Linked DNA regions of Rattus norvegicus: region 2 is linked to region 1. A link is a contact called in public Hi-C data. All regions are on one chromosome and are shown on one strand. The core of a region is the stretch at or near the end of the contact, and the rest is flanking DNA. Distances in the headings are between cores, read along the strand shown.

The links. A called contact is a pair of places that touch in the nucleus more often than the background predicts.
Region 2: a Hi-C map of the A7r5 cell line shows a contact between it and region 1, with 1.7 times the contacts expected there. The contact joins the enhancer-like site here to the promoter of Parp4 in region 1. A contact is called at or near these places in 3 of 12 Hi-C or Micro-C datasets (the A7r5 cell line, Schwann cells and mammary epithelial cells).

What each region holds. Positions count from the first base shown.
Region 1 is chr15:34,804,650-34,807,587 of GRCr8, reverse strand. It overlaps Parp4 (poly (ADP-ribose) polymerase family, member 4), which reads right to left and starts at 1,385. Exons shown (of 34, transcript NM_001427093.1): 1 at 1,304-1,385. It also overlaps a transcript of Cenpj not described here.
Region 2 is chr15:34,843,362-34,846,299 of GRCr8, reverse strand. It overlaps Parp4 (poly (ADP-ribose) polymerase family, member 4), which reads right to left. Exons shown (of 34, transcript NM_001427093.1): 12 at 2,542-2,637; 13 at 1-174. Among named protein-coding and RNA genes, the nearest start is that of Parp4, 39 kb to the right of the region's middle. Within about 2 kb of position 1,474, at least 8 of the 93 cell types and tissues checked have an H3K27ac peak or open chromatin away from gene starts, as enhancers often do. A contact at or near this core is called in the A7r5 cell line, where this site is marked.

The DNA.
Region 1 (2,938 bases), core at 136-2,635:
GAGTGACTTTCTCCCTCGAAAACGCACACTTGGGTTGTCGCTATTTTTGTACTGTCATTTAGTAGTCCAGAATCCACAGAAGGTTGAGGTCTACCCGCTCCGTCCCCCAGTGAATCATTCTGCACCCCCGCAGGAACTATTTTACAGACCCGTGTCTTCTGTAAGGGGCCGTAGGAAACAGGATCTCTGCAAGAAACTCCTGGCTGGGAATAACGAGGCTCATTCGAGAGCCTTATTTTAATCGTTTCTATTGTTGTTAGAAAGATCATAACCGAAAGCCACTCGAGGAGGAAAAGGTTTCTTTCATCTCACAGCTTACGTACGGTCAAACACGAAAAGCAGGGCATGAACTCTGGGCAGGAACCTGGAAGCCAGTGGTTCTCAATCTGTGGGTCTCGACCCCGTTGCCAGGGTCTCCTAAGACCACGGGAAAACACAGATATTTTTACATAACGATTCATAACAGTAGCACAGTTTAAGGAACTGACTGTATGAAAGGATGCGATTGGGATGTAAAGCGAATAAATAAATTGATTAATAGTCAAGGGAGAACGCTCTTACTGGCTTGCTTTCTGCTTCTGTTCACCTGCTTTCCTTATACAGTCCAGGACCCCCTGCCCAGAAGCCGCAATTCTGGGCTAAGCTCTCTTCAGTTAGCAATCAAGAAAATGCTCTGCAGACACGCCCCAGAGGTAAATCTGATGGAGGCCATTTCTCAGTTGAGGTTCACTTTTCCTAGGTGTGTCAATTTAACAGACAAGAATAGCCATCGCACCGGAAGTAGCTTTTAGTAGGGCAGAGGCATATATCCGACACAAGGACAAAACAAAACAAAAAAAGGCTTATTTCCTGACCTTCCTCTTTTTCATTAAAATGAATTGTAACTGCCATAGGTAGGGCCTAGACAGATTAAGAATTTCTCTATTCCCAGTCTTGGCTAAAACTACAAATTAACCCACTCTCCTCTTTTTATTTATTTATTCTTTTTGTCTTAGTAGGACCGGGAGCTAAACCTTACAGTCAGTCAGGTTTGGCTAAATTTCAACTCCCGACCTCAATGAGTTAATTTCTTCTACCATAAGTTTCCTTGGAAATTCAACTTTCAGAAAGTAAAGACATGTTGTGTTCTGCTGCATTATTTTCCCAGAACAGCAGAGGGTCTGATCGCGCAGACAAAGTTGACCTCTCCAGCGCACCCGGCCTAGGGCCGCGACCCCTGAGCAAAGTTTCAGCGAAGGTCATGGCCACCCGGGACTACCGGGGTCCTCGGGCTGTCAGACAGCCTCCTGGGGCACCCACGCACCTGCTTGGAGATCCCTCCTGGCCCTTCCTGGGGTCGGATGATCCTTTCCTCGGAGCCCCACAGCCAGCGTTCCAGCCTCTGTGCTTCCGGGAGAGGTGGGGCGCGTCAGGGCGGGGCCGTGGCTGAGTCTCCTGAACCCTGGACCTATGCTCAAAGTTGCCAGCGCCCCTTAGCGGGGTTCCCTGAGACTGTCCCTATCACTTTGCCAGCTGGCGAGAAGGCGTGGCCTCAGCTTCCAAGATCAGCCTAGCTTTCAGGACTTTCAGTTTCTTTTTCAGACTGTAAATTGCCAGTAGGGGTAAATCCAAAATTTGAATCTGGGAGATGTGACAGATGGCGACTTTTGACCGAGAAATTATCATGGATTGGGGCTAAGTAGCGTGCTGGAATCCCAGAGCAGGTGAGAAATTTCCCAAAGGTTTGACATCACAGAGAATTTAGGGTTGAAGAGCTAGGTCTTTGGTAGAGGGCTTGGCTAAATTTGTGGGCCCCTGGGTTGGATTTTCAGCATCAACAGTGGAAGAAAATGAGAACTTCTGAGTTTGGAGCGCACAATAGCATCCATCACTAATCGGAGACACTCAAACGATGGGACTAGGGCTCTACAGCTCAGTTGGTTATTCGTTTCACACGTGTGGGCCCTGGGTGCTAGAATCAGAAATGTACTGAGTAGGGACTGATTTAGAAAAAAATTTGATTCCTCAGAATACGATGAAATGAGAATATAAGGTCTAGACTAGAGAATTGAATGTAAAAGGTGGAGCTGAATTTTGGTGACATGTTTTATTTGGGTGATGTCTTCGGGTGCCAACCGATCTGGAACTCATTAAATATGCTAGGCTAGCTAGCCAGTGAGCACTAGGAATCTACCAGTCTCTGCCTCCCAGCACTGGGATTACAAGCACATACCAGTATGTGTGGTTTTTGTTTTTTTTTTTTTTGTTTTTTTTTTGGTTCTTTTTTTTCGGAGCTGGGGACCGAACCCAGGGCCTTGCGCTTCCTAGGTAAGTGCTCTACCACTGAGCTAAATCCCCAGCCCCGTGTGGTTTTATAAGTATAATATATACATATATTTATTGTTTGCATGTGTACACGTATGTGTGCTTATTTCTACTTTGACATGACTCTGGGAACAGGACTCATGTCGTCAGGCTTGTAGGACAAATGCTTTACCCACTGAGCCACCTAGCTGGCTTCTAGCCGTTTTCAAAATGTTGGTATTGTGTGCTACACTCTGGTCTTTATGCTTCTAAGGCAAACACTCTAGGGACTGAGCCACCTCCCCATCCCTAGAAACTTCTTTACTGGACTAGGGATACGGTTCAGCAGGTTAAAGTGCTTGTGTGAAGCCCTCGATTCAGTCCCTACAATGTATTAAACACAGGCTTGGTGGTTTATGTCTGGAACCCTGCAATGTGGAGGTAGAGATCTTTAGTGCGCTCTTAGAAAACAAAGCAGAAAAGGAAACAGTTCTAGTTTGTCTTACTGCCCTGATAAAAGCAGCTTTTGGAAGGAGAGGGTGTGCTGGCTTACGGTTCTAGGGTGTACAGTTCTTCTTGTCAGCGTAGGTCTGACCAGGAGGTTTCTGATCACATCTTGTCTGCAGTCAGGAAGTATGAGTATTGTCTGCTTTCC
Region 2 (2,938 bases), core at 225-2,724, 39 kb before region 1:
GTGGGTACAGAGGCTGTTTTCGAAACTCCATGCACACTGTCATAGCCTGGTGGCGCCTCAGTTAAAGAAAAGTCCTTCTTGAATAAGTCCATACACTTTCCCAGGGCAACGTCACAGATGACCAGGAGCCTGGAGCCATCTGTCTCTCCTGCATGTGCGTACTTAATGCTCGTACTGCATGAAAAAGGAAATAAACACAAGTCATGAACACGAGGCCAGCCTTACTTCACTGTACAAATAAGAAACATGGCTTGGGCACCTCTAACCCACAACTGTGAATCAAAATCTGAAACGGCCCGAACTGAAAACGCTGATCACTGATTGATGGGACAGCGCAGATGGAAAGTTCTACCCCTAATCTTGAGATGGTAGGAGTCTGAGGTACACACACTAAACATATTGTGTAAAATCACCACCAGGCTACGTTTATCAAGTGTAGATGAACATAAATGAATTCCATATTTGGATTCGTGTGTTCCGAAAGATATTTCTTTGTGTACACACATATAATCCCAAATCTTAAAAAAAAAAAAACAACCCAAAAAACCAACTTCTAGTCCTTCAGACAAGGGATGCTCAGACTGCATTGTTGAAAGACTTTCTAGAGCGATCATTCCAAGTTTACCACTGTAGCAATAACTCCAAACATACAAGTTAGAACTTCATGGTGAGAAGTTGGGTAGGTGTGCACTTATAACCCAACACTTGGGAAAGTGAGCAGAAGGCTCATGAGTTCAAGGCCAGCCTCTGCTACACACTAAATCCCTGTTGAAGAAGAGAGGATGAGAAGGAGGGAGATGAATGGGGGAAGAGAAAAAGGAGGAGGCTGTGTTGTTCACTATGTACTTTTTCATTTAAAAAACCCAGTGTAGCACACACCTGTAACTCTAGTCTGTTGAAGGCTGAGGCAGGAGGATCACTTCACGTTCCAAGCTAGCCTAGTATACATGAGTTTCCAGCTAGCCTGGGTTAGATAGTGAGACCCCCTCTCAAAAAGAATAAAAACAATTAGGTAACTGAGTATAGTGCTTTTCTTTATGGCAGATAACGATCGAAGTGCTCTGTTCTCTGTCAGCCACTAAAAATATCTATATTGTACTGCAAGGAATGCCAGAGCAATGAATAAGAAGGAAAACATTTTTCCACATAAAAATAACTCTTCTATTTTACACTCCCATTTTAAAAAGCAGATCAGAAGTGTGCAAGACTGGGGAAAATCAAAGCTGCAGGCAGTTTTTTCTCTCCTACATTATATCCCAACCCCAGTTTTCCTTTCCTCCTCTCCTCCTAGTCTCTGCCCCCAACCTTTCTTCTTCCCCAGATCACTCTAAAAGGACGGAGGGGGGGAGGGGGAGCGGGCGGGGCAAAGGCGGGGGTGGGGGGAGCAGCCTTCCGGGAATATCAACAGAACATGACATAGCAAGTAACAAGACTTGGCGTGTTCCCTCATACCAAGGCTGGATGAGGCAACCCAGTGGGAGGAAAGGGGCCCGAGAAGCAAGCAAAAGAGTCAGAGAGTCCCAGCTCCCACTGTTAGGAGTCCCACAAACACCCCAAGCTAGACAACCGCATCATAGAAGAAGACCTAGCACAGGCCCATAGATGCTTCAGTCGCCATGAACCCCTATGAGAAGTTCCCCCACAGTTTTGGGCTTTGAACACTTGGTCCCCAGTTGGCAGCACTGATTATCGAGGCTCAGGAGGGAGTGGAGTTGGAGGAGGTGTGTGCTGGGGTTTGGTTTTGAAGTTTCAAACCTCAGGCCTTTTTTAGTGTGACCTATTCTGTGTTTGTAGTTGAAAGAGTGAGCCCTTAGCTTCAGGCTCCGGAAGTCGGAAGTCGGGCCTCCATTCCTTGGAACCACAAACCCAAAACAAAACTCCACCTTCCATCAGGAAAACAACTAATACCACTGTCCTGGAGAAAGAACAAAACAGCAAAGGTCTGCTCCCCATGTGACCCGTGTTAGTCGACCGTTCTGAGGCTAGCGCCCCCTGGTGCCCTCAAGGTCCCCATCTGTGCTAATGAGAATTGCCTGTGGGGTGGCTTCTGAGAGTAGAGGAGATGAGGGGCACTGGAGAAGATGCAGCTAGAAAACGTATGTAGAGGCTGAGACGGGCTGAGACGGGCTGGCCCAGTCAGTTAAGGTGTCCGCTACCAAGCCTGAGGACCTGAGTTTGATCCCTGGGCTCTACTTGGTAGAAGGAAAAACCCGACTCCGTCGAGTTGTCATCTGATTTCCACGAATGCACTGGGGCATGCACACGTCTCCCCCACCTCCACCCCACATGCGCACACACGTTCACACACTAGATAAATAGATCAAAGTAATAGACATTTAAAGGCTCTGAGCAAAAGAAAAACACTAAGACTTCAAACATAATTTTCCCAAATGTTCACTACAGAACCCATGTTTTTGCAGTATGCTGTGGCAATGGCTGCTTTCCGAGATGCTTCAGTGGGCGAGAGACTTCCTCAGTAAAGAAAGAGAGGGAGGTTTGTGAGGATCCCTCTGTGATGGGGCTCAGGCAGAAGTCACTAACCTGAGTGAGTTGCTGAAGTAGATCCCGCTCCCCAGATTTCCAACGTCTGTTCTTTGCACACCGCGGTCTTCCGCTACCTTAGGTAAGAGCAGCCCTCTGGAAGAAAAGGGTAGGATCATGAAAGGAAAGGACTCTGCCACGAAGCCCTTAGATTCAGTGACCAACAGGAAGTTTGCTGTCTTTACAAACTTTAGGTCAGAGTTCAACTGGCCCTCCATACCTATAGTCAGCCAGCCATGGATTCAAAATATGCAGAAAAAATCCATCTCTATTAAATATGTACTTCTTGTCATTGTTTTAGTTTTAGATACATTTAATTATGCATATGAGCACTCCAACTTCCTGTTTATATGCATGACAGAAGAGGGCATCAGATCCCATTATAGATAGTCCTGAG